Regions from separate parts of the Mus musculus genome. Here region 1 is linked to region 2. Evidence: chromatin contacts called from public HiChIP or PLAC-seq data. All regions are on one chromosome and are shown on one strand. The core of a region is the stretch at or near the end of the contact, and the rest is flanking DNA. Distances in the headings are between cores, read along the strand shown.

Region 1 (3,754 bases), core at 631-3,130, 36 kb before region 2:
CACATGTCAGTCCACACCATTCCCACCCAGGTGCTCACGTGGCAAAATGCAGCTCTGACCACACAGCCCCTCTCACACACATGCAACTCAGTAAACATTTCCTGGGGACCCATTCAGTGTCTGGCAGCACCTCCTCTGACACCCCCAGCTCATGACTATGGCCAGTCCTGCAACTCACACCCCTAAAGCTAACATATACAACATGAATACACAGCCAACAGCAGGCAGCCCAATCTGAGGGTTCGTCAGGATTAAAAGGGGAGGCCATTAGGAAGAAGGGCTGGTTAAAGTGAGGATTTAGGGTGCATTGACAGGGGAAGGAGGCAGAGCAGGGGGGACGAGGTAGAGGACTTAAGGGGCAGGATGGGGAGGGCAGTCGAGGCAGTGGTGGGTGAAGGATGCAGTACGCAGAGACTCTTCAAGGAACCAGCCATCGACCTTAATCATCTGGTCCTTGACGGAGCTCTCGTCTTTCTAGATTGGCAGTTCAGAAATCCACACCCTTAGGAGAAACTGGCCTTGCCAGCCTAGGGATCACCTCCCGGGAAGCAGGCTCTGGGGGCATCAAGCACCAAGAATTGCTCAGGCACCCTTCCCAATACCCAGAAGCTCAGCACTGCCAAATCCTTAGGGGCCAGGAGATTAGGGACCCCCACAGCTCGGTCTAGGTGCGGGCTTTGGGAGATTAGACAAAACCTCCCCCCCCCCCCAGGCCTCTCACGCAAGGAGGTGGGCTAAAAGGCTAGGTTATGAAGGGGCTGGTTAGGGTGGCCAACAAGACACGCGGGGAGACTGCAGGGCTGTGGAGTTTCTGAGAGGTTCTCAGAGCCCGCCAACCAACAGCCAACAGCAAACAACTCCCCTTCGCCCTCCTCTTCCCCCCTCCCACCTCCAGCAGCGAGGCCAGGAACCACAGGCCACCACAGGGGCCCCAGTGCTTTGACTACCGGCTGCAAGAGCTGAGGGCTGTTGGATGCCTCCACGCCTGAGTGTGTGCGTGTGCAAGCCTGTGTGTGGTGGGGACAGAGGAGGACACTATGTTCTAGACGTGGGCACAGGCCAGGTGCCAAGCTAGAAATTGTGAGTGGCTGTTTGGGGCAGTCCTACCTGGAAGAGCTGTCTTACCCCCCCCCCCCCCCACACACACACCCCATTTTCTGAGCACTAGCATATGGCCTTGAGTCCTTCAAGTCTTGTCTTTTTGTCTTTCCTGGATTATTTCAAACTGCCGTCGCGCTCCCCCCCCCCCCCCATCATTCTCCCGGGCCCGTGAAACCAGCAAAAACTTCCCCCACCCGGAGGCGTGGGGCGTCTACACTCGCCAGCCCCGTGCGCTGACAGCTGTTCTGGACTTGGCAGAAGCAAGGCTTCCGGGAGAGCGCACCAGGAAGCTGCGCAGCAGCGAGTGGCGGCCCCCGCGTCCTGCCCAGCAAAGTTTGGCCTCCGGGGGCTCCCAGACGGGTCGGCCGCGCAGGTCACGGCCACCTCCTCCCCAGAGCTAAGCGTTCGCGCGCACGGTCCCCCGCAAGCCTCCCCAGAGCGCGCGCGGCGTGACTCACCCGAACCACGAAGCCAGGCAGTGAGGACTATGCCCAGGAGCGCTGGCCACAGGCCGGGCCGGACGGCCATGGCCGCGGGCGGACGAGCGGGCTGGACTAGGGGCCCCGCGGGCGGGAGAGAGGCTGTCAGCGCCTCAGCCGAGAGCCCCACCTCGGGGCGCCCCCGGGGCCCATGCCAGAGGACAGCGCTGCCTCCGGGCGGCCGGCTGCGGGGCGCACGCGGCGCGTGGCTCCCCTGGGCACCCGGAGCGCAGCAATGCAGCCGGGGCGGAGCGCAGCGCCAGCCGCGCCGCGCACCGAGCCAGCCGCCGCGCGGAGCCCGCAGCCGGGGAGCGGGCCGGCGGGCGCCGCAAAATCCGGACTGGAGCGGCGGAGCGGGGCGGAGGCGGGGCGGGGCGGGGGAGGAGGGGCCGGGCGGCGCTGCGAGCGCGGGCCACCCCCTGCACCGGGGATCCCTTCGGGCAACGCCTGAGGCTCCCCCAGGGAGGAGCTGGGGTAGTGGGCGGGGAGGCCTCCCACCACCCCTCTCAGTCTCCAGGGACAGAGACAGGACTCTGGATCCCGGAGTGGATTGCTTTTCCGGATCTGGCATCACCCTGGTCCGCCAGTCGGCGCACAGGTGGCCCGGGAGGGGCCCCGGGCTGCGGCGACCCCGGCGCAGCGCCAGCCTGCGGAGAGCAGCTCGACTCTGGAGTGCCCCAGGCAGGTTCCGCTGCAGTCCCTGCTTGCACCCCTGCCTCCGGGCTGCGCTCCGAGATCGTCAGCGCGCCGTGGTAGGCAGCTGGCGGGCGGCTTGGATGGGGGACTGCAGGAGAGGTCCCGGGGCCCAGCCGGCGCGCAGGAGCCGCCAGGCCCCCACCGTCTCACCATCCGCCTCCCCAAGACAGCCTGGTGGGCTTCAGGGGCAAGCGTAGCAGCGTGGCCCCAGGCTTTCTTAATCCCTCCACGCCGCTGGCCCAAAGGAAACAACCTTAGGGCGCAGCGCAGCCTGTAAGGAGCGTCGTGTTGTTTGCGCCCCGAGCGCGCGCGGCGCTGGAGACGTGGGCGTGATGCAGGAACCAGAAGGGTTTTGGGAGCTACAAACTCCTGGGGTAGAATAGAAGTGTCACATTCTTCTGGCTCTGTGACCTTGGGCAAGTCACGGGGCGTCTCTGGATCCCAGCAGAATGACCGCTGGAGGATCTCCTATTCCCCACCCCCATTCCCTAAGCTGGTTAAAATAAACAGAAGGCTGCCCTAGAGAAGGAAAATAAACGCTCTCGGTGTGCACAGGGCGAGGGATCTGAAAGAGAGGGTCCCACTTCTGGCCAGGAGGAGAATGAGAAGGGTGAAGACGGTCACACACTCAAACGCCTCCAGCGCCGATCGATAATATAAATTGGTGCTGCAGGCCAGATGATATAAGAATGGTCTTGGCTTCCACAAAGAGATATGAGCTCTCCTATATTTCTTGAGACACGAGGCCCTCTCTCGGTCTGTCTTTTGTTTCCCACTTTTTATAGAGAAGGTTATGAAAAATGTTTTGCTTTATTCTGCTCTCTTGTATATGTGTATATCTGCATATGTATATGTGTGTGTGTGTGTGTGTGTGTTTCTATTCACAACCAAAGCTCCAGATGTGAATGTACAGATTTTGGGCCTCAGGGCCAGACAGGCAGGGAGACAGGGCACAGGGTCATATCGAAATGGCTCTCTTGTTCTAGGTGCCTGTTGGGAGGGGAGGAGCCAATTGGTTTTGTTTACCAATTTTCAATAGAAGCTGTTGTCTGGGAAAATAATTTTTTTAAAGATGTGTGTGTGTGTGCACGTGTGTGTGCGTGTGCATGTGAGTGCGTTGCATAGTGCCTGTGTGGAAGTCAGAAAACAGCTTGTCATTTCTCTCCTTATGTGAGATTCGGGGATGAAAGCCAGGTTGTAAGGCTTGATAGCAAACCCCATTATTCACTGAGGCATCTTGGTGGCCCTAAAATTGATTTTTAATACATGTGTGTATTTATAACCTCTTTTACCCAGATGATCATACTCCCCAACTTCAGCTTTTTAGACAAACACATTAGAGAGTAGAGCTGATCTACAGGCTGCTCCAGTGTGTGTGTGTGTGTGTGTATGTGTATGTTTTGTATGTGGTGTGAGTGTGTGTGGTGTGTGTGTGAGAGCAGTTGTTGTATGCCCAGGCTATTCTCCTGTATTCTATT
Region 2 (3,911 bases), core at 1,326-3,825:
TGACAATTTTGGAGTTTGGGTTTCTTTAAAAAACACAGAAACATTACGAGCATATGTTTTTGTTTTAACCCTGGGTGTGGGACATGGGGTTGCTTCATTTTGTCCACAGCAGCTGACTATGATTTGCCTCGTGCTCTAGCAGAGGTGTGATTTTGGCAGCTGAAGATAATTTCTGTGGTTGTGTGACATTTGGAATTCTGAGGACTTTTGAGCAGTTATATAAATGATAGGGCCCTGAGAGGTGGGGTGGGGAGGTTTTGGTTGTTGGTTGAGGGTTGTTGTTAGTTGCTTTTGGCCATGGTTTGTTAAGTAGTCATGTGTTAAGAAGCAGGAGAAATTAGATATTGTAAAGGCAAAGGTCAAACTTGTCCCAAGGAACTCAACACCCCTAACAAGCAGGAAGTAGTCTAATGATCGCAACGCCCCCTCTCCCCACTAGCCTTTTTTCTCTCCTATTTAGTATTAGGGGTTTGAAAAGGTGGAAAAGGGTGGGGGAAGAAGAACCCACAAAATGGCGGAAGCACAACTACTGTCAGCATCTGGCCTTTCCATCCACACTCCCTCCCTGCTTACTGGCTGCCCAGAGATGAGCGGCTCAGAAGCTATGAGCTTCCACCTGTCCTGCCTCACCATCTCTAACAGCAGTGGATCCAGCCAGAGACTGTCACCCTGAGCCAGAGGAAGCCTTTCTTCACGTGAGGTTTTCAGTCACTTGGCCACCACAATAAAAACTGGTTTAACACAGACACTGTCGCTGGATCCCAGGCCCACTCAATCTATGAGAATTTCCTCATCCCAAACTTCCCAGTTACACTCTCAAAGGCTTCCTAAACAAGTCACATTCACAGGTTCCCAGACTAAGGACATGGCCTTAGGAGATCCCCCACCCCCACCCCACCCCTAACCCCCATGAGTCACCAGCCCTCAGACTGAAGCTTTCTGACACAGTGAAGGCTACTGGGAAAAGAAGTCAAGAGCTGGGGGTCCAGGTGAGCAAGGTCTGGTTTTTTGTGACAACCCTCTCTTTAACGTTTGGATTCTTTCCCTCCCCGCCACCCCATGTGTGTTAGCTGTTTTCTCAAACTTCACACAATAGCTGTGTAACTTTTTTTTGCATATATTAATCACCTCTTTGGTTTCTACCTACTGTCCTTCAACAAGGACTCATTCAGAGTGTCTGTACACACACACACACACACAGAGAGAGAGAGAGAGAGAGAAAGGGGGAGACCCCCTGAACCCCCTGATTGGGGTCTTCAAATTCACCCTCACTTGCATATCAAACACCCGGGAGTTGTCTCTACTTTCTTAAGTTGACTCTCACCCATAATTTCATTCTTGATACTTTGTTATTTATTTTTGAGAAAGAGCAACTTAGAGACATATAGTTCGTTGCTTTTTAAGTCTCCATGAAAAAATGTCAACTGCCCAGCCAGGCATGGTGACACACCCCTGTAAAACCTGCCTCTGGAAGGTGGAAGCAGGAAGCCCAGATGTTCAAGGTCATCCTGGCTGATGGATTCATCGCTTTTTCTTTCTCTGTGTGTGAGGTGCACATACATGCTCATGTAGATGGGCATACGTGCCAATGGATTCCAGAAATTCACGTTTCTTCTTCCCTACCTTCAGGAGTGTGGAGACAAGAGCTCAGCCATTACACGGATGCTAGGGTCCAAACTCAGGTCCTGATGCCTGTGCCATGATCTCCCCAACCTCTCTCTGAATTATTTTTCACCTTGCTGTAACAGAAGCAAATCCAATGAGACTTCAGTAAGAGAGCTGGTGTTTATTCTGCCTCAAGACTTGAGTGCAGTGGCAAAGTTAAGGTAACAGGGGTGTGAAGCAGGTGGTTACATTGTGACCACAGTCCGGAGGCAGAGAGAGATGAATCCTGGGGCTCAGCTCCCTCCTCCTTCTTACTCAGCCCAGGACACCTCCCCCAGTGGTGCTCCCCCCCACACACACATTCAGGGGTCTTCTCTCTTCAAGTTAAACCTATTGGAAACACTCTCATAGAGACCCACCCAGAGCTGTGTTTCCATGGTGATTCTAAACCAAATCAAACTGGTAATAGATATTAACAGTGAGTTCTTGGCCTGTAGATCTGGAGAACATGGGGTGGGGGTGGGGATAACTGGGAAGGGTCTTTCATTACCTAGTCCCCCTCCCCCCAAACCAGTTGGACACCATAGAACGTGGGCTCAGGAAACCAGAGCTTCTGGCTTCTCGGGAGAAGCTGATCAAGCACAATTTTACATGAACAATTTAATGTAGGAAGCTGATTAAAAATTTTTTAACTGCTGTGTAGGGCAAATAAAATATACTCAAGTCAGATTTAGCCTTCGGCCTGCTTTATAGAACCTTCGTCCAATGTGTTAGCATTTCAAGTTCCTGGCCACCCTCCAGCTATAGGCTCACCTCCTCTCCAGCGGCTAAGCAGACCTCTCCTCTCCCCTCCCCTTCCCTCCCCTCTCTCCCGTCCCAGCCCCTCCCCTACCTTCCCAATCCGTTTGTCATCTTTCTCCCTTCTTGAGCTCCAGCCTCCTGGTGTACTAACAGTAGAAAGGAAGCAACTAAAAAGGCAACCCAGAACCTGAGGAGGCAGAGGCTAAACCCCCACCCAGCCCGCCCCTTGCTCGCGCGGGGGAGGGCAGGCCTGCCCAGAAGGGCTAGGAGGGGGCAGTGGCTGGTTCCTGGCTAAGCGCCTGGTTGTTTTGGACACTCGTGTCTGCAGACTGTTCTGTTCTCAAACTAATGATGCCATTTTTAGTGACTCATTAGGATATTCATTAAGAGTTGTTAGCACATCAAAACAGTGTTGGTGAGGGCCGGCGGAGGGCGGCTTCCTGGACATTAGCAATTGTCTGAATTCCTTGGCAGCAGGGAAGGGACAGAATGACAGCAAGCAGATTCCTAAATGCTAGCGGTTCAGGGGGCCACTGCTTCTTAGCTTCTTGGGCACCCATGGGTGTATGTGCAGGCATTCGGTGTCTTCTTCTGGTACAAGACACAGCCACACTCACGCTACTCTTCCTGCACTGGAGAAGTGATATCTAGGCCCTGCCTCAGGACCTTTGCACTCACTGAGTTGCAGTGCTCTTACCTCGGCCCCTAAAATGTGCCCTTTCTGGGCATTTCGCTCTGGCTCCCTCTCTGCTACTGGCAAGCCCTTGCCCCTCCACACTGCATGGACTGAGGTAGGTCTCCCTCAGGTTGCCCCACCTTTGCTTGCTGTTTTCCTGTTTCTCCCCCAACTGGAGCGACAGTTTCCTGAGGTCAGAGGCTTGGTCTATTGGGTCCCCAGCTCCTCTGCTCCAGTAGGAGTCCTGGGCATAAGGTGCGTGACTATTTGTTTAACGCAAAGTGGTAAGAAAGCCCCATATTCTCAGCCCAGGGTGACAAATGGCCTGGCATATCTCCCTCGCGCTAAATCTCCAAGTAATACTGCCCATGGCTTTTCTTAAAAAGTCTGACATCTCTGGAGGAAGGCCACGTGAGACAGTGCGTTAATTTCTTCAGCTCAGGGTTCTTTTCCGCAAAGGACTCCCGAGCAAGAGCGCCAGCGACCAGCCCCGCCCACCCCATCTCGGCTCGCAGCGCCTGGAGTGTGCCTCAGGTGCTGGCGGCAGCAGGCAGGGATCAGGCCGGGCATCCCGGGGCCAGACTCTGCCAATAGATTATTTCTCTGAGTAATTAAGATGGAATTAAAAATTAATTCTTTCCTTCAGCTTGATTGCATTTCAAGGGATAAACGGGGTGTTACGGTTTCTCTGCTGGTTTTTCTACCTAAAATTGACTGGATGGTGTGGTGAGGGCAGAGAGGTGTTGGGTTCGTCCCTGGAGAGGGAGCTGGGATCTGGCCTCAGGAGAGGATGAGCTGGCCTTGGCAACTTGGCGTGTTAGCTGAAGAT

The links. HiChIP or PLAC-seq counts read pairs in DNA pulled down with a chosen protein or histone mark.
Region 1: a contact with region 2 is called in an H3K4me3 HiChIP or PLAC-seq map of embryonic stem cells, with 2.5 times the contacts expected there. The contact joins the promoter of Unc5a here to the promoter of 5330429C05Rik in region 2. A contact is called at or near these places in 4 of 39 promoter capture datasets (the 3T3-L1 cell line, 3T3-L1-derived adipocytes, embryonic stem cells and 1 more), 3 of 484 Hi-C or Micro-C datasets (the N1E-115 cell line, cerebral cortex and embryonic stem cells), 10 of 115 datasets of contacts at active chromatin or transcription factors (craniofacial prominence, embryonic forebrain, embryonic hindbrain and 3 more) and 2 of 9 other capture datasets (liver and pancreatic islet).

Annotation. Positions count from the first base shown.
Region 1 is chr13:54,947,537-54,951,290 of GRCm38.p6, reverse strand. It overlaps Unc5a (unc-5 netrin receptor A), which reads right to left and starts at 1,880. Exons shown (of 16, transcript NM_153131.4): 1 at 1,560-1,880. The coding sequence starts at 1,629.
Region 2 is chr13:54,911,899-54,915,809 of GRCm38.p6, reverse strand. It overlaps 5330429C05Rik (RIKEN cDNA 5330429C05 gene), which reads right to left and starts at 2,575. Exons shown (of 2, transcript NR_167691.1): 1 at 2,498-2,575; 2 at 1,335-1,739.